4 separate regions of the Mus musculus genome follow, and all the other regions are linked to region 4. A link is a contact called in public HiChIP or PLAC-seq data. All regions are on one chromosome and are shown on one strand. Each heading gives the region's core, a stretch centred on a gene start, on an enhancer-like site or on the middle of the called end of the contact. The rest is flanking DNA. Distances are from core to core; before and after follow the strand shown.

What was found. HiChIP or PLAC-seq counts read pairs in DNA pulled down with a chosen protein or histone mark.
Region 1: a FOXA1 HiChIP or PLAC-seq map of pancreatic cancer cells shows a contact between it and region 4. The contact joins two enhancer-like sites. A contact is called at or near these places in 3 of 484 Hi-C or Micro-C datasets (embryonic fibroblasts, group 2 innate lymphoid cells and myeloid progenitors), 1 of 115 datasets of contacts at active chromatin or transcription factors (pancreatic cancer cells) and 1 of 9 other capture datasets (embryonic stem cells).
Region 2: a contact with region 4 is called in a FOXA1 HiChIP or PLAC-seq map of pancreatic cancer cells. The contact joins two enhancer-like sites. A contact is called at or near these places in 1 of 15 datasets of contacts at CTCF or cohesin (stem cell-derived epiblast-like cells), 14 of 484 Hi-C or Micro-C datasets (3T3-L1-derived adipocytes, B cells, cerebellum and 5 more) and 1 of 115 datasets of contacts at active chromatin or transcription factors (pancreatic cancer cells).
Region 3: a contact with region 4 is called in a FOXA1 HiChIP or PLAC-seq map of pancreatic cancer cells. The contact joins two enhancer-like sites. A contact is called at or near these places in 1 of 115 datasets of contacts at active chromatin or transcription factors (pancreatic cancer cells) and 1 of 9 other capture datasets (embryonic stem cells).

Annotation. Positions count from the first base shown.
Region 1 is chr1:40,357,556-40,363,718 of GRCm38.p6, forward strand. Il1rl2 (interleukin 1 receptor-like 2) reads left to right here. Exons shown (of 11, transcript NM_001356478.1): 10 at 5,637-5,798. Among named protein-coding and RNA genes, the nearest start is that of Il1rl2, 36 kb to the left of the region's middle. Within about 2 kb of position 1,401, at least 82 of the 459 cell types and tissues checked have an H3K27ac peak or open chromatin away from gene starts, as enhancers often do. A contact at or near this core is called in pancreatic cancer cells, where this site is marked.
Region 2 is chr1:40,540,942-40,547,535 of GRCm38.p6, forward strand. Il18rap (interleukin 18 receptor accessory protein) reads left to right here. Exons shown (of 13, transcript NM_010553.4): 10 at 946-1,097; 11 at 2,049-2,186. Among named protein-coding and RNA genes, the nearest start is that of Il18rap, 29 kb to the left of the region's middle. Within about 2 kb of position 1,395, at least 22 of the 459 cell types and tissues checked have an H3K27ac peak or open chromatin away from gene starts, as enhancers often do. A contact at or near this core is called in pancreatic cancer cells, where this site is marked.
Region 3 is chr1:40,688,803-40,695,209 of GRCm38.p6, forward strand. The region is part of intron 1 of Slc9a2 (solute carrier family 9 (sodium/hydrogen exchanger), member 2); the gene reads left to right. Among named protein-coding and RNA genes, the nearest start is that of Slc9a2, 10 kb to the left of the region's middle. Within about 2 kb of position 2,934, at least 5 of the 459 cell types and tissues checked have an H3K27ac peak or open chromatin away from gene starts, as enhancers often do. A contact at or near this core is called in pancreatic cancer cells, where this site is marked.
Region 4 is chr1:39,690,928-39,697,366 of GRCm38.p6, forward strand. It overlaps Rfx8 (regulatory factor X 8), which reads right to left. Exons shown (of 15, transcript NM_001145660.1): 5 at 4,971-5,034. Among named protein-coding and RNA genes, the nearest start is that of Rfx8, 27 kb to the right of the region's middle. Within about 2 kb of position 4,499, at least 18 of the 459 cell types and tissues checked have an H3K27ac peak or open chromatin away from gene starts, as enhancers often do. A contact at or near this core is called in pancreatic cancer cells, where this site is marked.

The DNA.
Region 1 (6,163 bases), core at 151-2,650, 660 kb after region 4:
ATTTACTCAGAGCTCTCCACTGGGTGGCTGGGTGAGATATCTTCTTTCTCTCAGCTACAGAAGGAGGGTCATAAAGAGGGAGAGGAAGGCAGGGGGAGAGGGAGGGAATGAGGTACAGGAGGGACAAAGGAAAGGGAAGAAGCCCGCTTCTCTCAGTACTTAGCAGGAGCCTGAGGCAGGGGTCCTTTTTCACTGATCTGAAGGCCAAAGCTCTGCTCAGAGCCTTCACTGGTGTCTCTATCCTGCCGCCAATTTTTTTCTTTTCACACAGAAATGCCTTCCTGTGTTACAGAACCAAGATTTCTCTCCATTTAGGTTTTAATACAATCTGATTTAAACAAACAAACAAAAAAGTTTCAGAAGGAATTTGATCTAGTAAGGCCCTATGGAAAACAAAACAGACAAAACACCATTCAGTCTGCTTTGCTGTCCCTTATTTGCCTATAAAAACAATTAAAAAGACAAAAGAAATCCACACAGCTGGCGTGCACTGGGATGAGGAAATGCATGTCTTTTTAGGTCAAACATTTTTCTTGAACAGGAGCAAGGGAATGAGGCAACTCAGAGTCCAAACACATTCAGAGTAGCAGATCTAAAAAAAAAAAAAAAAAAGCTGTTTGTTCTAAGCAGCTGTTTGTGTACAAAAGTCGCCACACAGATTATTGTGTACAAGTTGTTGATAAAACACAGATGCTGTGATTCAAACTGTATTTAGCTAAATGTCAGAATTCAACAATTGGTAACCCAGAGGCTGGGTTGTAGCCCAATGTTGATGGCTGAATGAAAAGGAAGAAATAACTAGAAAAGGACTTGACTATTCCTCAGAGTGGTAGAGAAGAGAGTCTATTGTAGATAAAAGGGGAGTATAGCCTGGGGTGGGGGCAGGGACATCCAGGGGAGTACAAAGCCTTGTGAGGAGAGGGAAGAGCAGCTGATAACCAGCCTGGGCCAAGAAAGTAGACAAAGGGTCACCTAGAAGGTTGGAATATATAGGGAAGGGCAGCTGGAGGAAAGTCAGTTAGTTTATCCTCTTGGAGAGTTCAGGGTAGGGGCAGGGTATGCCAGTCCAGTCTGGAGGATCCTGTAACAGGTAGGGACTGAGGAATGCACGGAGAACTTGGCAGCCAGCACCTCAGCCCTTTGTCCCGGGTTTGAGATTTAACAGTGGTGAGATGTAGCCATGGTCCTTGCCTGGCCAGGCCAACACAATCTGAGGTGCTTGCCTGTCTCCCTGGCTGTCCCTTTGTGACGAGACCACAGCATTCATTTCTTCTGGAGTAGATAGGAGTGGTCTGCCTTCTATCTCCACTGACTAAGAGAATGTGACATGACGTTCTTTCATGTGGTGTTTCTGGAAGCTCCAGCCTCTCTGGCCCCTGCGTGTTCACACCTCTGACTCACTGTAACTCCCAGAAGTGTGAGTACAGCCTTGCCTTAGTTATTTATGGTGTGCACATAGTATGATAAAGCTGCCTGGCAGAGAAGTTGAGTTTGTCAGCAAGAGATGGAAGGAGGAGTGACTCACTCCCCCCTGTGGAACCGGGGAGCCCAACAGATGACACATCAGGACCCACTCCTCCCAGCTCAGCACAGCCAGGGGTGGTGGCTTTGGAGATTGGATCTGACAACAGGCCAGGAAGCCTCATGATTCTTTTGCTCTTATTTTTTAATTTTGGAAAGTGTTTGCTTCAATCTTCCCACCTCTCCACCTACCCAACCATTGTTAACTTTGGATAACGTCAAAGAACTTTGAATAAAGTCTCTAAAATGATCTAGTGATGAGCTTCCGAGGTTGATCATGAATCCTGCTGACAGCCTGAATTCTCTTGGGAAAATATTCTGGAACATATACAGTATAGTGAATATGGATGTGGAAGAGAGAGAGACATTATGTCCTTCTTGCCAAAGTTCACTCTAACCTGGTTGGTCAAGCCTTGCCACACAAAGGTAAAGATAAGTGACCCACGAGTTACAGTCTGGCAGCCATTCACAAGCCTGCTTGAAGTCAGGGAGTCCTGTATTTCTATGCTGCCCCAGGTGATGTCAGAACTGGCGTGTTAGGTGTACCCCAGTATCTGCAAGACTTGAATCAAAGAGTGGTCAGCAACAGGTCGGCTGAAAAATATGTGCACTGCTAGCTTTATTCCATTCAGACGCTTCTGTGCAGCGTGCAATGGACTAGAACAGTTAGAGCTAACCCAGCAGGTGTATCAGGCAACAAAAGATAAGGGAACAAACTAAGCACAGCTCAGAGTTGGTGAGAGGTCTTGGTCTCTAAAGGTAAAATTGCTTTCCTGACTAAAGCCACGTCAGTTAACTCTGGCTTTCCCCACACATGTTTCTGTGGTTTGTGAAATAACATAGATCATTCTGGGGCTCATTTCCAAAGACAGTTTCCTGTGGAGAGTCCCATTTACAACAGTGTTGTAATGTAAGGAATCTGGTGGCCTTTAGCATTTCCAAAGTAAACACAATCCTATGTGTTATGTGTGTTCACTTCAATGTTTTCTGTGCATGCTGGGGTGGACAGACAAGCCAGTCCTCAGGCAACTCGGCCACAGGACCTTAGATAAAGTATCTTTTAAATTCAAATTTTATCTATCGACTGCTTGATTTGCTCTGGAATGTCACATCAAGAGAGAAGGGAACTGGAGAAGCATTAGGCAATTTCTCATAAATATCAGTCTATAGACATGATCTCATTTAGGTTTTACAGACAGCAATAGAGGTGTGAACAGGTGCTTTTACGTAAAGGGATGGTTCGGTAGCCTCGGAAAATTAAAAAAAAACGCTTGGCCAGGCCAGAGATAAATTGCCACCTCTGCCTCTGAGAGACGTGGATATTGGGAGCAGCCACCAGCACATCTGAGTTTCCTCAGAACAGCCACGAGGGATGCTCTAAGTTCCGGGAGGTAACCGGTTCATCATCTGTGCTGCCTGTCACTGTTTCCTCCGCTGCTGCTCCCTTAACTTCATGGTGCGCAGCAGCCTTTTATTATGAGTGAGTGTGTGTGTGTGTGTGTGTGTGTGCGTGTGCGTGTGTGTGTGTGTGTGTGTGTGTCTGTGTGTGTGTGTGTGTGGTGGGCTGGGTAAACATCTGAGGCCTCAACGGTTGACTAGCAGCTACCTTTGGCTGTTGTCCTCACTGCCTCTCCACAAGGGCATCTGTTGTCACTCCATCTCTGGGTGGAGGAGGTGGGACTTCCTGGAAGGATAATGTTGGCTTTCAGGAGACAGGTCAAAGCCTTGTTTTCTTTGTTTCCTCGATCTGGGTTTTTTTTGTGTCCGTTCCGTCACACAGGACTTCAGAAAATGACTCAGTTCTAAAGGAGAGGGCTTACGCAGCACTGCTTTGTGGGGCTCTGGAAAGGATCTGAAAAGGCATAATTAACCAAAAGCGTTCTTGGAGCTTATACGTGGAGGCATGGAAATAGCTGCCCTATTTTTTTTTTTTCAAAATCATGTTTGGCCACCCCAGGACAAATGAGTGACTTAGGTTTAGAGAACTCTGCACACCTTTGAGAAATGGTGCAGCCCCGTTGATCTCAGCTTCCTTCCCAGAATCTTAGATTCAAGTGTACGTCTTGCAGTTTATCAGAAAGCGCCCCGAGCTACTATCTGATCCTGTCCTTGGGGCTAGAGAGATTAGCAGCAGTGACTGCTTTTCTAGAGGATTCTGGTAGGATTCCCAGAACCTCCACTGCAGGGTAATTCTGGCCTCCTTGGTGACACGTCCACACACATAAAATAGAATAATAATAATTGTTAAAAATTGGAGGGCTGTGTTAAGAAAGGCAAACGTGGATTCCAAATGTGTCTTTGATAGTGCTGCATCCCCGGTGCATGTGGAGAACAAGTCCTTTAATGACGCCTTTGCTCCAGATCTTAGTCTGAGGGTTGTGGCTCCGCTAGCTCAGTGGCCAAGTGTACTCACAGCAGCCTGGGTTTAGCCTGCAGCATGGAAAGAAAACACTTAGAAGAAAAGACATACAGTTTGGGGCCTTGTTTTGTTTTAAGTTTTCAGAAGACATGGGGCTTTGTCCTACCTCATCTCTCTCCATCTGTTCCAAGTATAGAAAGTGGGGGAGCAAGGGGAACTTGTGTCCTCAGATGCCTTGTTTTGAAAGAGGACTGGGATTCTGTCAAAAAAAAAAAGAAAACATTTGGCAAATGTAATTTCTCTTGTTTTCTATTTAAGCAAAGCCAGTGGAGGGAGAGTGAGAAGTTTGGAGGGGAGAGAAGCCCGTGGTGGGTGGTGGCAGCTGTGCCTGGGGCTGGGGAGGGATAACATTGGGTGCTAACCTGGGAACTGCACTTCCCAAGGAGGATGCTCCCTGATATAAATGGGGCAGCAGGCAGCCAAGGCTTTCTGAGGGTGTAAGTCTAAACACATCTAAATCTTTACATGAGAAGGCTCAATGCCTTCTTAAACAGTCAAGAAATAAGAGCTTACGAGATCTCCACCCCTCTGTCTCTTTATTCTTTCCTTTCACTCTCAAAATAAACAAAAACCAAAAACCAAAAAACCAAGAAAAAACCAACAGCAGCAACAACAACAAAAACAACAGCAACAACAAAAAATTCCAGAACTTTGGAAAGCCATCTATTTAGCACTAAATTTTATACTGGAAAAAGTCATTGGGGTTGGTTGTCTCCAAACACAAATCGATACCTCCTTAGTACATACCCATGATCCCTAAGCTGATTGTTTGGGACCCACACCCTCCTCTTCCCAAACCATGGATATTATTGTCGAGCTCGCTTAAGATGTCTGGTCGGTACTGGTGGGCTTCTCCCCAGTGCCACTTAGCTCTATAGCACCTTCCTTGCCTGACAGTGGGCAGGGATGCAGAAACACCGGTGCCAGCTTCTCTCTCACATATAATGCTGGCTTCTCTCTCACATCTGTAGTAACCTGTATTCTTAGATCTTTACTTTTTTTTTCTGATCTCTCCCCACTCTTTCTCAGCCAAGAGTTGTTACGCACCTCCTATGAATACTGTTTGCGAAGAACTCCAGACGACGAGAAATCTTTGTGTGTTCCTTTGGCTGCTGTCATCTTAAATGCTATCTACCATTTTATTTTGCATATGTGAGTGGTGTGCACAGTACGATGATGTGTCTTGTTCATCTTTGCCCTGGTGCACACAGTAATGGCTCTCATTCCTGGTTGTCTGGGAAACACTGTCATCGATGGACACATTAACCTTGTGTGCTGTACGTAGTGCTGGACTTCTCAATGATACGGGACAGATTGAGTCATTAAAATAATGAAGTTTCTGGTATGCCAGATTAGAAGCGACGACTCACCCGGTTTTGCTTGGCATAGTTAGTACAGGTCTCAATTGCCTACATCTGCAATTAGTGAGACGCAGTGGGAGACTTGTGATGCAGCTAGGAATTGCAGAAACGTTGCCACCTGTTCAGTCTAGATTTTATTCCCCTGTGCTGAGTGAGGACGAGCCACATCTCTCACAGATCGGCTCTGAGAACATGGAATGCCATGTCAGCCAGCAGGGCATGTGGAGGTCACTGGGCTGAGCCTGCAGTGCACATGGCAGTGACCCAGGGTTCACACTGTCTGCTCGAGGGCTCTGGTGGAGTCGTTTCTTGAGCGTGACTCTTTTCCTTTTCAGATGAGAAGCTGTATGATGCCTATGTCTTATACCCCAAGTACCCGAGAGGAAGCCAGGGCCATGATGTAGACACACTGGTACTGAAGATCTTGCCCGAGGTGCTGGAGAAACAGTGTGGATATAAGTTATTTATATTTGGCAGGGATGAATTCCCTGGACAAGGTATGTTTTAAGTAAGCCTTTATAGAACAATGGAAAAGGTAACAAGAAAACAAGCAAAGAGGGCCAGGCCTGTAATCCCAGCACTGGAATGCTGAACCAGGATAAATGGGAATACAGGGCCAGTTGCAGTTGTATGTGTAGACCCTATCTCATCAGACAACAACAACAACAAAAGGAAACCCTCTCCCTTCCTCTTCTCTCCATTCCCCAGTGACTTACTGCCTCCATTCAGGGTCCACATCCTGAAGTTTCTATTACCCCAAACAGTGCCACCAGCTGGAGACCAGTGTTCAAAGAGCCCATGGGAGACATTGCAGGTGCAAACTCTGGCATCCTCTGTTTAATAAGCTGGACAGTTGTTGTAG
Region 2 (6,594 bases), core at 145-2,644, 850 kb after region 4:
ACATGGTCCCTTAATGTGACCACTGAATGATGCAGACATAGAAAATGGGAACTAAGTAAATGCAGAAAGTCAGTTTTCTGGGTGGGTCAGAGATCTGGGTGCCAGGCTGGAGGTGGGACATACTAAAGTCACACAGTAATGATGATGTCACTACTGTGGCCAGCACCACTCTTCCTCCACTGAACTTTGCCCCTGACACTACCAAGTCAGGATGTTCATATCCTGACTCCTTAGAGTTTGTGTTGTGAGGAAGGAAGAGATTAAAGAGTCCATAGTCAGTGCTCAGCCAAGTACCTGGTAGCAAGCCTCAAGAGGAATTAGGTGTGGTGTGGTATGATGTGTGTGTGTGTGTGTGTGTGTGTGTGTGTGTGTGTGTGTAGGTGTGTAGGTGTGTAGGTGTATGTAGACATATGTGTACTTGCATTTGGAGGCTAGGGGTAAATCTCATCTTTCATTCCTCAAAGTTCACTAATCTTGTTTGGGGTTGGGGGTGGGGGGCAGAATTTCTTCCTGACTGAACTAGGCTGTCTGGCCACTGAGCCATACGGATCCACTTCTGTCTGCTTTCCCAATGCTGGCATTACACGTACACGCTACCACACCTGGCTTTTTACATGTGCTCCGGGGATTAAATTTAGGGCTTCATGCTTGGGAAGGAAACAGTCTACAGAGGGAGACTGTTCATAAATTATCAATATTCTTCATTCCCAAAGGGGGACTCTTACAGTGAAGTCCAGAGGAGGGCCACACGTAACTTGTGCTTTAGTGCAAAGCCTTAGCAGATTCCATCCATTGATGAAGAACAAGCCTCCTCTGTCTGTCTCTGATCTTTTACAGTCTTCTTACGAGAAATTCCTACTGGCTCTTCGTCAGCTTTCTGAGCACAGCTTCACGAATGGCAGTTGATCTTCCTGAGTGGGTGTGAATTTCCCCCTCCTTTTCTAGAATTCAATCCACTTTCAAGAATGAAGTCATTGAACGTACCATCTTCTTGAGAGAAGTTACCCAGAGAGATCTCAGCAGAAAGTTTGTTTGCTTTGCCCAGAACTCCATTGGGAACACAACACGGACCATACGGCTGAGGAAGAAGGAAGAGGGTAAGCCTAGAAGTTTGTTCCCAGAGATTGACAACTGTTCTTCTTGAAAGGGGAAGGGGCATTTTCCCAAAAAGAGCATCAGTGTTAGCTGTGAAAGCTTTCCAGACACTAAAGCACTTTGCCGTGGTAGTTCCTTTAAGGCCTTGACTATGACCATACAACTGACTTTGACCTGAGCTTTGTAACAACTAATTTGTGTGCAGAAGAACCCATTACTCAACTCACCCAGACTTTCTGTTCATGCTGTTGCCCATTCATATAGCCTTCCCACTTACTCATTCCCTAAAGCACTCAATTAACCTACTTATCCCTCTTGTACCTACAAGAATCCCCAGCCCCACCTACCCCCACCCACTGGGACAGCCCAGTGTGCAGACATCACTTTCTTTGCCATTTGCCCCTGCTGGCTTCCAGAGACCATGACAAGAACTCTGAGAAATGCCCATGAGGAACAGTTCCATCCTTAGCAAGATGTCCAGGGATGAGGTTGGGCCAATCATGGACTTGCTCAGTCGATGACTGGAACACAGTCCAGCAGAGTAAATGTCCTCTGGCCATAGTGTGACACTGTAAGTGTGCCATGACGGTAGCTTTCCTATGCAGATCCCTTATTTATAAGTTGAGTCATGGAGGGTGCAAGGTGCTGATGTGACTCCTAGTCTAGGAATGTTTAGACTTCCATGGGGATGAGCACCCGCAAATGTAATTTACAACAGGCAACAGGAAAGGTACAGATGAGCTCTATAGACATTTGTAGGAACAAAAATAGGTAAAATGACTCAGCATCGTAGGTCAGCTCATCAGGAATTTCCCATCAACCTGGCTCTCTAGAGTTAATTGTGGAAAATTCCATCCAGACTTGAGATGACAGAGATAGCAGCATGGCTTTCTATTACATAATAGGCTGTGTTGGTCTAGATGTGTTTGCTCAGATCTCTGTGTTTCCCTTAGTGGTGTTTGTATACATCCTTCTCGGCACGGCCTTGATGCTGGTGGGCGTTCTGGTGGCAGCTGCTTTCCTCTACTGGTACTGGATTGAAGTTGTCCTGCTCTGTCGAACCTACAAGAACAAAGATGAGACTCTGGGGGGTAAGAACACCCAGTGTGCCACTCCCTGTCTAAATGACAAGACACTGTTACTTAGTTATTCCCTATCTATTGGCTCTCTTTTCTTAGAACTGTCTTAGTTGTGATTTCACATGCCTCCTGCCAGCCAGAGCCCATGAGAAAAGTCAGAGGTAGCTAATGCCTGATAGGTAGTGTTTTATCTCGAAGGATTAGGTCCTTCCTCTTCTTCTTTTCCTCCTCCTCCTCTTCCTCTTTTTCTTCCTCTTCTTTTCCCCCTCTTCTTTTTCTTTTAATTTTTCTTCCTCCTCTTATCCTCCTTCTTCCTCCCCCTCCTTCTCTTCACCTTTCTCTTCTTCTTTTTCTTCTTTCTATTCTTCTTCTTCCTCTTCTAATTCTTCTTCCTCCTCCTCCTAGTCTTTCCTCCCCCTTTTCTTACTCTTCTTCTTTTTTCTTCTAATTTTCCTGCTCCTCTTCTTGTTCATCTTCTCCTCCTTCCTCTTCCTCCTCCTCCTCCTCTTCTTCTTCCTCCTCCTCCTTCCTCTCCTCCTTTTGCTCTGGCTTTACACCAGGAAAGACTGAAGAAACAATTCTAGCTCATTCTAGTTACCAGGAACCTTGTAGAAGATACTTTTGTGGGATTTATGGGACTTAGAAATATTCTCTTTGCTAACCAATCTGGGGTGATTCAGCAAGTGGCAGCTTTATATACCGCTCTCCTCATTCATAAAACAGGACTGTCGCAGCAGCAGGCAGAGGACAGTATGTGAGCTCACTGAGGCTAGACCTGGTTTGCCTTTAGACTGGTACCTAAGTATATAGAAACTCAGTATGGTCTGCGATGAATGTCACTTGAGGATGGGTCATATGCCCAGTCAGAGTATTGACTATTGCCATCTTCACAGTCCCCTTAGACAGAGAAAGATGAAGCCATAATCTTCGTATGAGACCACCCAAAGAGGCTGTGTCTTAACTTTGAATCTTTAAGTCTGGTTTTAGGAAACCCATCACCTGGGTTATTACCACATGAAAACAAGGCATGCCAGGTCAGGGATTTGTCCCAAACAAGTGTAAGTTGCACAAATTACAAGTCCTATTATTACCAATGACACTTCTGTTAATTCACCCACAAGACATGGTTGCAATACCCATCATGTTGTATGGGCTAGAATGCTGCTTTAAGCTTTGCTGGCTTCAGCAAGTCTCAGGTCAGTGTATTTGCAGTGTCAGTGACTGACTTTACTGCTTGGAGCAGAAGGTCTGCCTGCCGTGTAAGCACCTTCACTGGGAGGGTCCTCTGAGGCCAGTGGCTTTTGCAGGCTGAAATTACGGCACCAAGAAAAGAAAGTAAGAAGTGTTTCAGGTCTGAGTTCAGTTCCCCGCCCCCACAAACACACACAAACACACACACACACACACACACACACACACACACACACACACACACACACACACACCTGAACCAAGCTAAGAAAACTAGAGAAATACATGCATTTCATCTTATTTTAGATCGATTATTGATAACATCCTTTGAGTTCCATATAAGCCAACAGTGTTTTCAGAATTTTTGTTTGTTTAATTAGCCTTTTATATTTGTATGGAACAAATTCACTGAACCCCCCCCCCCCTAAGATTCTAGAGTTTAACAAAGCAGAGTCAGTTGATAGGGATCATTTAATTTTGTCTCATGTGATTTCACTTCTTGGTGATTTGCTCAGAACTGGGTTCTGGAGCACAGTGATTCAGCGCCCTCTGCTGGTCAAACGGATATTTATTTACAAAATGAAAGCCCAAGAGTTCATTGTGAATGTCTAAACTTCATTTAGAAAGAAATAACACTAGGAGGACATGTGTAGGTCCTCTAACACCACACTCTGTAAATTCATTGCTAAATAAGTTTATCTTTTTTTTGTTTTGTTTTGTTTTCCATTTTTTATTAGGTATTTAGCTTATTTACATTTCCAATGCTATACCAAAAGTCCCCCATACCCACCCACCCCCACTCCCCTACACACCCACTCCCCCTTTTTGGCCCTGGCATTCCCCTGTACTGGGGCATACAGAGTTTACGTGTCCAATGGGCCTCTCTTTCCAGTGATGGCCGATTAGGCCATCTTTTGATACATATGCAGCTAGAGTCAAGAGCTCCGGGGTACTGGTTAGTTCATAATGTTGTTCCACCTATAGGGTTGCAGATCCCGTTAGCTCCTTGGGTTCTTTCTCTAGCTCCTCCATTGGGAGCCCTGTGATCCATCCATTAGCTGACTGTGAGCATCCACTTCTGTGTTTGCTAGGCTCCGGCATAGTCTCAGAAGAGATAGCTACATCTGGGTCCTTTCAATAAAATCTTGCTAGGGTATGCAATGGTGTTAGCGTTTGGATGCTGATTATGGGGTGGATCCCTGGATATGGCAGTCTCTACATGGTCCATCCTTTCATCTCAGCTCCAAACTTTGTCTCTGTAACTCCTTCCATGGGTGTTTTGTTGCCAATTCTAAGGAGGGGCATAGTGTCCACACTTCAGTCTTCATTCTTCTTGAGTTTCATGTGTTTAGCAAATTGTACCTTATATCTTGGGAATCCTAGGTTTGGGGCTAATATCCACTTATCAGTGAGTACATATTGTGTGAGTTCCTTTGTGAATGTGTTACCTCACTCAGGATGATGCCCTCCAGGTCCATCCATTTGCCTAGGAATTTCATAAATTCATTCTTTTTAATAGCTGAGTAGTACTCCATTGTGTAGATGTACCACATTTTCTGTATCCATTCCTCTGTTTTATCTTTTGATTTATAGAAAACTCTGGGGTTTTTACAAAACCCTGGGAGGGTCAGAGGTAGATATGGTGTGTTACACATTTTTATTTTTATTTTGCTTTTAAAATCATTTCTATTGATATTCATCCACCCTTCCTTTTACCCTTCCCCCTCCTCAGTAAAGTCAATCTCACTTTTTAACCCTTTCTGCGTACTGGCGTGTCCTACTATCCTCCTCTCTGGAACTTCTTCTTTACTCTTATCTCAAGGTCTCATCATTAAACACACCAGCACTTACCTACAGGCCACACCTCAGAGTCTCCTCCTTTCTATATGGGCAGTCGAGTACCTCACAAACTAGCTTCTATAGCTTTGGGGGCTCTGAGCCTCCTGTTTTATTTGTGGATGGTAGCCAATCCTCTGGGCATCTCTTTTAGCAAGCACACTGCTGAACGGCCTGAGACACTACTTGTGGCCTGAGACACTAGTTACATCTAACAACACTGTAGATGGAGGTTATGGAATGACCTGAAATATAAACTACAGCTGCTCCATCCCAAAACGTGTGAGTTAATGTGTGAGTTTTCTGTCTCTTCGAGGTAGTTTTTTTATTTCAGCATATCCCAACAAATCTTCCTGATAATATTATCAACAGAAGTACAAGAGACCTGTACAGTGTCCTAAGACTACTTCTATAAATGTAGCTTCTCAAATATAAGGGGAGGGCTGTGTGAGAGCCAGAGACTCTGGTCTGGCATATTTGCTACCTCATGCAACCATTCCTGCAAGGGGAACTCGACTGATCTCACCTCACAAGGAGATACAAGTACTGTCGTCACTTGACACAGCCCTTCATGACAAGGGTACATTCAGATACATGTACCCTTAGGCTACTTTTCTTTGTAGAAACAAAATATAGTGGGCTTGTATAAACCTAGACAGTATAAACTACGACACAGTAGGCTGTGGACTCTCTGGAGAGTGTGTGTATATAAGCCTATCACTACACAGTGGGTACTATATATGCAAATACATAGATAAAGCCCAACTACTCCCAGGTTGTGATGAGCAAAACAACCAACACCCAGTTAAGCAGAAGAGAACATTTATCCAATTGTGAGACTTGTTAACTGCCAGGTACGTGAGGCTGCTGATGGTGTTGTAGGGCAAACAGTGTTTAGAAGCGGTAGTGTGTTCCACAGCCATGGCAAGCCAAGTGCAACAAATGGAGAGCCGGTGATATAGTCACGTGCTATATACGGGCCATGGCCGGAGAGATATGCTTCTGCATATTGTGCACATAGAGGACCATACCAGCATTACTGCACATGGGAGAAATATTATGGGCTGTAGTGCCGTGAGGACTACAGCAGCCATGGGCAATAGGAGTCACCTGTGTGTTGTTAACTTATAGGACCTCCACTGCAATGCACCCACTGTTAACTGAACCATCCAATGCTGTTGCATGGCTAAAAGTGTGCCACTATCTCCCGATGGGTACTGGATCCAGATCTTAACAGCACTTGATTTCTGGTTATTATCACGCTTTAACGGAGCAGACTCCTCTTTGATGTGTGACTAATGAGCTAGAAACACTGCAGATACAAAGAATGATGCCCTCCCGAGCACACAAGATTCAATCACGGGAGGCCCCAGCTGTTTGATCTGTCCCCTGC
Region 3 (6,407 bases), core at 1,684-4,183, 1.0 Mb after region 4:
TTAAATTTGATCTTTTGTATCATTGTTGTTACTCAAAATAGAAATGACTTTTGTAATCCTTTCTCTGTAGAGATGTTTTCATACCCATATTGCTCGCCCATGTCTCCTATATATTACTAGGAAATCAGCCATATCATTTTTATTTAAACGTGCTTCATTAAACCCACATAACTGGGTTTTCTGTCTTTAAAAATTGAAATCTCTGCAGTTTAGATCAGGAATGTTACTACATTTATTGCACTGATTTATTGGGGCTCGTTTTAATCTGTGCTTTTACTCCATGTCTTTATTTTATTTTCCCCCCAATATTTTGACTTTGCAGCATCTTTCTTGTTTATCAGATGCATTACTGCCCCGTCTCCTCTCTGGCCTTCCCCTCTTCTTCCCACTCGGTCAAACATAGCATTTGCTGTTTCCATTGTTGTTATTCGCCTGTTCCCAAAGATGCTTGAGAGTTATACATTTTTAAAATCCCATTTCAAAGTTCAAATTATTTCATAAGGGGTTTGTATAGGTAACATTTGTTTAGATTGATAAATGTGTTGAGCATGCTTTCTTTATGGTCGCTTCCACCTATTCCTTCTATATTATTTCCCTTCTCCGTGCGTACACTCTTCAGTGAATACTTCAGGGACAGCCTTGATCTCTAGCTTTGTTCAAGCTATTTCTCTTGGAGGCATGGGTTTTACCCAGGGCTTTGTAAGTTCTAGACAAGTGCTCTTCTATTCTCTGTCCTAGCCCTTTGAAAATGTCATTAATTTGTTTATAGTCTGCAATGAAAATTATACTGAGTTATTTTCGTCAGATAGATAAATGTCATTGCTTTCTGCCTTCTCTCCTTTGGTCCATTATGTTACCTGAATTTTAGCCGTGTGTGTGTGTGTGTGTGTGTGTGTGTGTGTATGCATACACACATGCATGAGTGAGTGTGTGTGTTTGTGTGCTGTATGTATGTGCTCATGAGTGTGCATGTGTGTATGCAGGCATGCATGTGCATGTGTGTGTGCATGCGTGTGTATGTGTGCATGTGTGTATATGTATGCATACATACACATATGTATGTGTGGTGTGTGTGTGTATGAGTGTGTGTGCAATGTATATGTGTGTGTATCTGATTATTTCTGATATTCAGCTGCTGTCTCAAAGTGTCTTTCAGAATCTATGTGATTTTTTCTCCCATAGAATTTATTACACGCCTTAAAAATTTTTGTTTTCTGTTTTCCTTTCTCTGTCATTTATTTTTGTATTTCACTAATCTTTTTGTTTCCAATTTACCATACTGCCCACAGTACACTTTTAGTTGATAGTTAGTCTACTCGCTAGGCTTTTAATCTTAATTGCATGTTCATTTCAACATTTCTGTTCCCTTTTCATGTCTGTCTGCCTTTGGCTCATGCTGTTTTGAAACTGCTTAATTTTCATTCTTCCTGTTGTTTTTATTCGTTTACATTCATGTTATAGATTCCATCAGCATTCTGTTTTTTTCTTCCTAATTTAGAGGTGTAAATTCTCCATTGACTTCCCTTTTGGATATTTATGCCTTATCTTGGCTGTATTTTTTATTTTTATTTTTTTTTTACTGTGAGCTTAACTTCACCAGGGGATGTTTATTTGGTTGAGTCTGTGGACCTTCTAACTTGTTCATACAAAATGGTTCTCAGCATTTTGTTTTGGTGGTGGGTTTCAGTGTGTATTTCCCAGTTAGTGTTCTTGTATGGATGAAGTGAGTTCTCTTTCTGTCACAGCTAAGTTTCTTCCTGGCCCAGAGCCACAGAGAATTGTCCAGTTTCCTCTCCTTTTCCCCTGGCTACAGGCATTTTCTTTTGGTGCTATTTTTTTTTTTTTTTTAATTTAGGACAAAGTAGTTCTTTGAGAGTCAGGAATTTAGGCAAGAGTCCTTCCTCAACTTGTAAAGTCTTATTACCTGTTTTCAATAGGTGTTAAAATATCAGGTCTCAGCACAGGGGACCTGGATGCAGCTCTGTCTGAAACTCCCCTGGCTTACTGTGACCTAAACACCCACTGATATCTCCTGGGCATTATCTTCTATGTTGACCCAGGTAACTAGGCACTGATATTATAATTTGTACTGAGAGGAGGATTTGTTTACATCTATATTGTTTAATACTGTGATGATTGTTTGTATAAGGTTTTTTAAAAGAAATAGCCTTTAAAAATGTAATTAGCTGGTTCACTAATGTGTGTGTGTGTGTGTGTGTGTGTGTGTGTGTGTGTGTGTGTGTGTGTGTGATTTGTATGTGTTGTGACTAGGTGCATGGTACATGTGTGGGGTTCAGAGGATGAGCATAGAGTCTCGTCTCTCCATCCGAGTTGAAATGAGTTACAAGGACTCAGGTTAATTAGATTTGCATCTTCAAGCAGCAAGTGCCTTCACCCTCACTGACAAATTTTGCCTTTACAGAAAGATTTTCATACATTGTTTAAAGTTAATGGCTAGGCTGTGATGGTTTCTCACTTGAAGAAGAGATACCTGTTCTTTCCTCACTCAAAACAGTTGGGCCTGCAGAATTTGATTTGTTGCCTTTGTTTTAGTATTTATATTTCCTTGCCTGTGTGAGCTGAAGATATGTAGAGGAAAATATACCCCGAAGTACCTTAGAAAGAGGGCTATCCCGTTCTATGTTCCCATTCTAGTCTTAGATCTCAGATGAGTCATTACCTCCTTGGGTCTTCTATTTGATTTGTCAAAGGTGGGCCATATGTCTGTCCCTTATGCTTACTAGGTCTATTTGGACAACGGGAAGATACTGTGGATAACCAAGCTTTCCCTTTTTTAAGAAAGCAATAGGAACAGAACCCAAGAGAAGTGTATGTTTACTTTCTGAAATCGATGCGCGGCCATGGGAGGGTTGCTGTCTGAGTGGCGCCTGCACAACTATGGCTTACTCACTTGCAATTAAGTCTTTTTAAAGTAATGAGTCATAATTGAGGTGCTTCCTGAAGTAATTCCTTACTGTGTCCGTCACCCGTCACAGGCTTTATCATCTTCTTGTATAAAGTTCACTTCTTGTTTGGAGGTGTCTTTATCTTCTTTCACCTCTCCGCTCATCCCCGAGACAGAGATGGTGATTTTCTTTAAGCTCTCCATGTGACTCTGCCTGACTCACACTTGACAGGCAAATGCCATATTATTTCTTCATGTCAGGATATAGATGCTTACACTGAAAAGAAAGGAAAGAAAGGCATGATTGTATTTGGAAGTGTGGCTTATTGGTAGGTCATTCATTCATTCATTCATTCATTCTTCTAGCCATTAATAAGAACCTGGGTTGGATCTCTGTAGAAAACCACTTTAGAGATATGTACAGGTTTTCTTTTGTTGTTGTTGCTCTTGTCATTTGAGTCTCATGTAATTCATGCCGTTCTTGACTCTTCTTTAGAGACAAAGAACTCTTTATTCTACTGCGTCTGCCTCCAGCTGGGATTACAGACATGTGCTACCACACCCTCACAAGATTTGCTTTTCCATGTAAAGTACCTCAGGCAACCACGGGGCCATGAAATAGCTCCATTTCCATATTTCTGTGTCTCAGTCAGGGATAATTCTGCTACTACTCCCAATTCCTGGACTGGTTTCCCAGGATCCCGTGGCTGGAAAGCTGAGCACTATAGTGAGACCAGCCTTGTCTTTTCTTGCCCCAGTGCAAGGAAAAAATGGATGAGACTCTCATAGTCTCGTCCATAAGATAATAATAGCTCAGCGGGACACAGCATTAGTTCAGCCAGCCATTGGCTACACGCTTACTTAAATGGTCACAGTGCTACTCAGTTCTCATAGAAGTGCAAAAATGTCATCCCAAGTTTCAAAACAGAAGAAAACATGAGGTTTAGGGAGTTTAACTACATTGCCCCAGACACCCCAGCTGGCAAGTGGTTGACATGGGGCCACAATTAGTTCATCATTCTCTCTGTGTCTCTCTGCCCTCTTCTTGGAAGAAAAGGCATATTGAATTCCCGGTTGGTCTCAGTGTCTTCGAGGCCTGTTTCTGTGCAGAAACAATGGATCAGAAACACTACAGAAGACCTGGATCGATATCAAATACTTGGATATGAATGGATTTTTTTCTTGTTATCATTATACTATGGTATGGTATAGTATAGTATAGTATAGTATAGTATAGTATAGTATAGTTTAACCGGCATTTACATTGCCATCTAGAAATGAATTAAAGTGTACAGGGGGATGTTTGTAAGTGTATGCATATATTGTACCAATGCATGTAAGAGACTTGATCACTTTCAGCCAATGTCCAGAAACCTCAAAGACCAATGGAGTCATATGCTCACTGTGGTCTCCAGAGCACCTTGGTGGAGCTGATCTGCCCATTCTTTCCTTGGAGACAACGAGCTGTCCTTGAGACTCATGCATGAAACTTTCATCGATTTTGACTAGGGTAGACCATCACCATAAAATCCGACCACAGTGGCCATTCTGCCTGCTTCCTTCACATGGTAATTGTGAAAGCCAACTAGAAGAATACACAGAAACAGCTGGTGGTCTAGAGAGAGGAGTAATATGGTTTCCTAGCAACACTCCAAGCTGGGTAGGATGGGAAGAGCAAGGAGGGAGAATGCATTATGAGCGCTGACACTGGAACACACTTCTGGAATTTCAGAATCTCAATGCAGCCTTTTCTTTTTGGTGGTATAGAATGCTTATGCTTTGAGATACAGCAACCCTCCCTGCTCTGTGATTTACATCCCACAATTCTATTTACCTGTGGTCAAGCGTACTCAGGGATGAATCATCTCATTAATTTCAATGGTCTTATTTCTTTCAAGAGAGAATAATTGCATCAACCTAATTACTCAAGTAAATTCCTGTAGCTATTCTATTTATCAGTAGCAATTGTTGCTGAACTCATACACTGTCTAACTTATAAGTTCAAATTCATCGTCGGTGTGAATGTGCATGCAAAACATAATACACATTTAGGGTTTCATACTATTTCTGATTTCAGACAGATCTGGGAATATGTTCCTGTGGGTTAGAGCGAGAATGCTAAACAAATTTAATGTGTTAAGGAGTCAAAGTAAGAGGAACATGGACTACAATGTGGATTCTTAGGAATATTTAATGTGAAAATTTCTAAATACTTTTTTGTTGTTGTTGTTGCATACATGTATCCTGTGTGACAGACTATTATGCACATTCAGGCACTCACAAGTGACGTGCATAAAAAGATGTGGTCATTATGAAGGAAGAGATGGTGTCTATTTAACTCATGGTCTGGAACTACTTGTGGTACATATTAAAGAGCCAACAAATAACTATTATTAAGTAGGTGAATAATAATGAGAAAACCTTTTGTTTCTCCACACTCACATTGTACAGTAATTAAGGTAATGGTACACCCAGTATGACACCTGTGGTTTGAATTTATTGTCCTGGCACATATATTATTCATTTGGCCTTTCACTCTCAAATATCTTAGCCTATCCACTTGCTTATGATGGGCATTCTATTCTTGAATGTACCCTACTGGTCCTCTCAATTCTGGTGCCCAGAGACCCAGCCCTGCCACTCACTTAGCCATGAATCTGATGTCACAGGATCGCCCTCACGCGCCTCTCTTATTTCACCTGTGAAGCGGGATCCTGACGATGACAGCTTCTTCCCTCGGCTGTGGTTACAGCAGAGTCACTACATTCTGAACTTGCTGTCTTCAAGACCTCAGACACGTTGGCCGGCCTCCGAGAGAACAGGTGCTTTCTTTCCTCCCTTCCCAAAGCATAACAGCACACTGCAGAAATCCATCCTGCCTGCTCGTTCCGCAGAAAGTTGTCCGCTTATTTAGATGTTCTGGCCTCCTGCTGGTGGTGTTATGAATAGGCTTTTATCCAAGTCATACATATTTCCAGGTTCCAACGTTGCATAAGAGAAAATGAGGAAAAATCATCTGTCTACTTTTTGCGTAGTTTGCCATGGAAAGGAAAGGCAGAAAACACCCGTCTCTGTCACTAGATTGTCCTTGGAAACTGAAGGCTGAGTAGCCAGGCTCTGTATTGGGGGGGTCTCACAGGCAAGGTGTGCCCTTCCCAATGAGAGCAAGCTAGCTCTATGACACTGTTCTGGCACTTCCCCGGCAGCCCAGAGATGTCAGGAGTGTCCATGGATAAGTTAATAATGCATAGGCAGTGGAAATACAACTATAACTATAACTATATAATTATATAAAAGGTTTGAGTCCCATATATATGTGTGTGTTCTATGTGCAATTATTTAAGAATTTTATGCATTTCATATATATGCACACATACATCTCTGTGTGTGTGTGTGTGTACTTTGACCATTCTATCTCTCAATGTCCTCTCTGATCCTTTTCACACTCCTGAGGAGTTCACTCTGCTTCCCAGCGTGTGTGCCCCACTGCATAGCATGAGAG
Region 4 (6,439 bases), core at 3,249-5,748:
GCTGACTGGCAGAAGAGGGACCCACTAGGGCCAGAGCACACAATTCTACTTGAAATGATTTCTCCGGGACTTCTGAAAGATTTCCTTGGAATTCTTTCAGTGGGCTGCCATGAGTCCCACTGATGGCACTTTGATGCAAAGTCAGCCACAAAGAACTGAGACTTTTTAATCTCTCTCCTTTTACCATCTGCTCACTTCTGCTGTGGAATTCTGGCAGCTTCAGGGTCAGCATTTCACACCCCAGCCGTGGCTTCCTCAGTTCCTATGTGCACCTGGCTGAGTTTGGCTACTTGCTGGTCTCTCAGGGTTTTGGCTCTTGGGGGTCAGCAGCTTCTTTGAACTCGCAGGCACCCTTCCTCAGGGCAGATGGCTGTGCTCAGCCATCATCCCGAAGTGAGCCACACACAGTAGTGAACACCTCCTGGGGGGTTGCTCTCTCTTTGTGATACCCCTGGTCATTACCGAGACCTACCCTGAGGACTAGAGAGTTGGGGATACTGCCCAGCAGCCATTGCTCCTGAACTCTGAGCACCTGACCCTGAACTTGGCGAAATGCGTCCTGTGAGTTCCGTGTTTCCAGTGTGCTGCATCCACACCCCTCCTGGAGGACTCTGTGACACACATGGGGCAGGAGTGTTGAGGGTGATGCTCAAGGCTTCCTTCCATGTCCTGCCTGTTCTTCCCACCCCCCTCACTGTCCACTGTTGTCTGGTCTGTGGGGGGTGCTGAGGTACTCGACCATCCGTTCCAGCCCTGAGCAGCTTCTCACGGTGACAGCCCAGTTAGGCCACCTGCCCTAAAGTCCAGACTGACCTGGATATTTCTGCTCTCTGGCTGCTGCTGCTGCTGCTGCTGCTGCTGCTGCTGCTGCTGCTGCCGTTCCCAAAGCAAAGTGTGGTTTCTCAAAGTGTGGTTCTGAAACCACGTCCTGGTGCTAGGGAGCCAGATTCCTCGTCCCTGGATGACTTGGAGGAGGCCAGAAATCTAGTGCTTCAAACATTTCTCTAAGAACACACTGGGCGACAGCTGTAAATGTAGGCAGGTGTGTGTGTGCACGCATGCATGTGTTTTGCACACATGAGCTCCCGTGTGGAGGAGAAGGTGGAATGCCAGGCATCTTCCTCTGTTGTCCAGCTTCTTGCCTCAAGACAGGGTCTCTCACTGAACTGGAAGCTCTATGTTTTGTCTAGGCTTGATGGCCAATGAGCCAGCCAAATCCTCCTGTCTCTGCTCCTTAATGCTGGTTTTACAGGCATGCACAGCTGTGCCTGGCTGTTTCTGTGCATGCCTGAGATTCAATTTCAGACCCACACTCTCACCACCTAGACACCCTACGTAAGCTCTCTATTTTCTTTTCCTCCCTCCCTCCCTCCCTCCCTCCCTCCCTCCCTCCCTCCCTCCCTCCTCCTCCTCCTCCTCCCTCCCTCCCTCCTTCTCTTCTCTTCTCTTCTCTTCTCTTCTCTTCTCTTCTCTTCTCTTCTCTTTTCTTCCTTTCTCCTCCCTTCCTTTCCCTCTCTCCCTCCTTTTATTCTGAGACCACCGACGTTCTCTATTTCAACATGACAAATGACTGTAGTGCCACCCAGATGTCACACTATAGTGTAATGTCAGGACACTGATGGCTTTTCAGTGCCAGACCGGACTTCTCTATCAATCAGTTACCCCCTGCAAGGCTCAGGGAACATCTCAGAAAGGGGTGAGGAAAAAAAAAGTAAGAGCCATGAACTGCTATCTTCTGGATGTAATGTGTCCGTTGTGCTCATGAGTTCACAGCTACACAAACACACAAAAGATGGAGCCATCCAAGCATCCAGTGTGGATGCAGGAGGGGCTCACCAGGCCCTACCCCTAGCTTAGGAGCTATTGGCATTTGATGGCTGCCAGAGGAGGAAGAGTCACCTTTTTCTGGGGATGTGGCCACTGACAGGTTGCTTGTGCTACGGGGAATGGCCCTCACTTGGGTGCATATGGAGAGAACACACTGGACTAAGAGGAGTGTGTTTGGAAGCTCTCTGGAGGGAGCGGGGTAGATATGATGAAAATGTAATATATACATTATGAAATTCTCAAAGGATAAATTGTATAGAGATACAAATGACTATAAGAATATAAAAGTGCATTGTCATGAGACATCAAATGGAAAATTCCTGAGTGCCTGAAACGTAGAACAATTGGTTTCTTCCTCCTTCTTTTTCATGTCACAGCCATGAAGTGAACAGCTTTTCTCCAGCACACACTCCATATCAGGACACTCTGCTTCACCACAGCCCCAGAGGCAGCGGGGCAAAACCATAAACGTTTATAAAAGTTCCAAAATGTAAGCCAAGGCAAACCTTTTCAATTTTTAAGTTGATCAAAGCAGGTATTTTGTTACAGTAACAGAGAGCTGACTAATGAGAAGCGTATGTATCCGCCCCTGAGGATACAATGAGATGCCTTCTTACTGTTGCCAGATCCCCAGGCGTCACGTGCCAGTTCTGAGTTACATCCCTCAGGAAAGTTTGCTGGCTTGCCTTTTGTCCTTTCTACATACTCTGTCACCCCTCCCAGGATGTCCTGTCCTTCTTTTGAAGAGGTTTGATAGTGTTCCATACCCTCCTGAGTCAAATCCAAATTCCGAAGGCTGGCATTAGCATGCTCTTCACACTTGGCATCTGTCAAGACCAGTCCTCGAGGCCTCCACACTGTTAGCCCTACCTCTCAGGTCAGATGCAAGCTACACCCCAAGGCGAATCCTCTCCCAACGAGGATTCTGTGCAAACCTTTGTACCAGGCAGAACTATGGTGACACAGAACACCCATGCTCTAATCTCCAGATACTGTGACTCTGTCACTTTGCGAGGCAGGGGGATCTCGACACAGGGAGACCTTCTCTTGCATGTCAAACAATCACAAGAGTTCTTGAAAACAGATGGCTGAACTCAGCTCAGAGAAGGACTTGGCTTACCCTGTGCTGGCTTTGAAGACAGAGTGTGGGGCTATAAACCCAGGAATATAGGTGGCCTTTAGATGCTGGAAAATTCCCCCAGCCTGCAGTTAGAAACCTGCTCTACAGACACCTTGACCTTAGCCTGATGAGAACTGATGGGGGGACTCACACCCCACAGGACACAAGACAACCATTCTGTGTTGTTCAGAGCACTGACTTTGTGTTGATGTCTTAGAGCGGCCACCTCACCTGTGAGGTTCTCCCTGGCCGTCTGTCATAGCTAAAATGAATGTCAGGCTAAAGCGGTCAGGCAGGAGCCCAGTACTATAGGGAAGACAAATAAGAGGCTTGCAGCTGGGTGTGAAATAGTCAAGCTGACTGGATAAGAGGAAGGACAGGATCCAATTAAAGTAAGTCAAGCCAGGCCGGGCAGTAGTGGCACATGCCTTTAATCCCAGCACTTGGGAGGCAGAGGCTGGCGGATCTCCGAGTTCGAGGCCAGCCTGGTCTACAGAGTGAGTTCCAGGACAGCCACAGGGCTACACAGAGAAGCCCTGTCTCGAAAAACCAAAAATAAAATAAAAATTTAAAAAGTCACAAAGCACCTTGACCCTTCTTTCCTCTGGCTAGCTTCTCAGTTTTATGGATAAATATTATTTTATTTTCTGTGTATAGGTATTTTGTCTGCTTGCACAGGTATGAGCACTATATACATGCCTCGTGTCATGAATCCCCAGGAATTGGAGTTACAGACAGCTGTGAGCTGCTGTGTGAGTGCTGGATCGAACCTGGGTTCTGTAGGGGAGCAGCCAGTGCTCTAACTCCTGAGCCACCTCTCCGGGCCCCTGGATGGTTACACTTTTTGATGCATTCTTGCATCTGACTTGAACAGACATTCTGAATTGTGGCTAAGGATGGCTTGGCTCCTAGGAAAGCTTCTGCCAATACCAGGAAGGAGATGACTCGGGGGAGAGAAAGAGCACCCTGAGACTTGGAAGTCCAGACACCATGGGTCTGCAGTCAGCTCAGTCGGCTTCCACAGCATGGCTGATGCTTAGCCAGCTGCTGAGCATCCACGCTGCTGGCCTGCTCTGCCGACCTGTGTCCTGGGGTGAATTCCTGGCAGTATAGAGACTGCCAGGGCACTTGGCGGGGATTCAAGAGGAGAGACCAGCCCTCGTGGGTAACATCTGACCCACCACAGCCCCTTCTGCAGTTCTGGACTCTCTGTCCCTCAACACAGTCCCAGTGTCTTTCTGAGTACAGACAATACTTTTCCAGCACAAGGCCACGAGATTTTGTCTTTATAACTTTTGGGTACTAGTTACCCCCCCCCAAATGTTTTAAAAAGTGGTTCTTGTCAGTGAGATCGTATCTGCTAGCAACAGTTCCTTCTAATCCCTATATTGATATTGTAATCAACCTGTGAACAGACTTTAGAAGTGGAACTCTGGGAGGTGGTTAGGTCTGGAGGGTGGGGTGGATATTCATTAACTGGTTCACTCACAAGTATGAGGTCAGAGAAGGCTCTGCTACCCAGGATCAGCAAAAGCAGCCTGCTGGCCACAGCTCAGCAGGCGCCCTCGCCAGAACCACCTGGAACTATGAGACATCAGTGTGTTTAAACTGCTCAGTTTAGAGTAATTTGCTTTAGCAAACTTAGCTGAAATGGGATCAAAGTCCTGTCATGATGTCTTAGCCAACTAAAGTGAGGCTCAACGCACAGTGTCAGAGATTGGCTATTAATAGCTCCGATGTCCTGATTCTAAGAGTTGAAAGAATACCATAGAGGCATGTTGCAGCAAATTAGTCACTAACCACCTGTGTACCCTTTAGAATTCTACCTCAAGAAGTACAGCTCTGCAGTGACTGCAGCTGAGCAGTGTGGTCCCCAAGGGCAGGGGCCAGGTCTGTCCTAGCTGAGAGTGATGTATGCTGGACACTCAAAGGCGAAACCAAAAGGGTGAAGGAATAAGGACACAGCTGACATGCGATCCCTAATACTGGTGGATTTGTTAGAATGTGGCTATTTTATACTCACTGTTTCTTCCTGCTGGAGAACGTTGCTATAGTCAGGAAATTTTCCGAAGGCAATAAGATTGCCACTGTGTAAAAACAGACAACAGAGAAACCGTATGACTAAGATACCCGTCCCGGAACATAAGAACAGAATTTCCTCTGCAGCGAGCTTATTTGTTTGGGGTAAAACTCTTTATCAAAAACTCATCCTCCAGGTTCCTGTGCACATATGGTGATTGTCACGTGCTTGGGGATTTTTTAAAAGTTTATTTCTGTATCTGGGACAACCTTGGAGTTTAATTTTAAATGCTTTGTTCCCTTCAAAAGCAAGGGTCTGACATCATTAAGGTCACAACTTCATTCCTGTGGGAAAAGAAAACCCACCGTGAAAATGGAGTCTTGCTGCTTTCTGATTTGGTGTTTTCCACTAGTGACCCAGACACGAGAGTGGCGTTAGGTGATAGATGCAGCGGGACATGCTTCCACAGAACACAGGAACTGGGGGGTTGATGGTAGATCTGTAAGCTCCATTTGTCATGTCTGTGGGGCTGCCATGTGTGTTAAGAGACATATACAGTAGACAACAGACTTCGTCCCAGTTGCACCAGGAAATGTGCCCCCTCTGGGTGTGAGAGAGGCGGGTGTCTTCTTCCCTGTCTGCCCCAGGGCTAAGGCTAAGCTGAGGAGGAGGCGTGGCTTAGAAGTTTCATCTACCCAAGTCAGCATAGTCCTCTTGCCCGAGAGTGCAGAGCTGTAGACTAGATTGTCTCTCTCCCCTCAGAGCATGGAGCCATGGTCAGGAGGACACCTAGGAGCGTTGGCCAGCACTGGCTTTCACTGCCTCCCAGAAGCCTCTCTTCTAAAAGTTTGTGTCATGGTGTCAGTCTGTCCTCCCTCCTGAGTATTTGATATATACATAAATGTGAATGATAATGTTTCTGCACAGTACTCTAACCGCAAGTGTGGTAGACTACCTGAATACAAGCCCTTCAGGGAGGCACACCCTTCATCCTGTGGTGAGAACTGTTATCGAAACATCCATGTTACTTTGGACATTCCAAATAGCTCATGGGATATGGGCTCCATGTCCCAGAGATATAGAAGGGTGGATTCTGCAAAAGTGCTAGAAAAAGGAGAATTTGAATGTTTTAGGAATTTCATTTAGGGCTTGTATTTTGGACTAAACTGTACCCCTCTTCATAGACTGCAGTGTTAGCCTCACTGTAGCTATAGTTGGAGACAGAATTGTGTGTGTATGTGTGTGAAAGAGAGAGAGAGAGAGAGAGAGGAGAGAGAGAGAGAGAGAGAGAGAGAGCACTTGTATGCTCTCACACTTGAAGCCTGAAAGAAGACTAAACTTTTGAACAGTGTTGAAACTATGAAGGTTTTGGAATGAATGCACTTCGAGTTATGGGGCAGCCATGAGCCCATGGGGCCAAGGGTAGAATTTTATGGTTTCAAAGTGGTCAGCTATCCAGTTGAAGAGGGTGG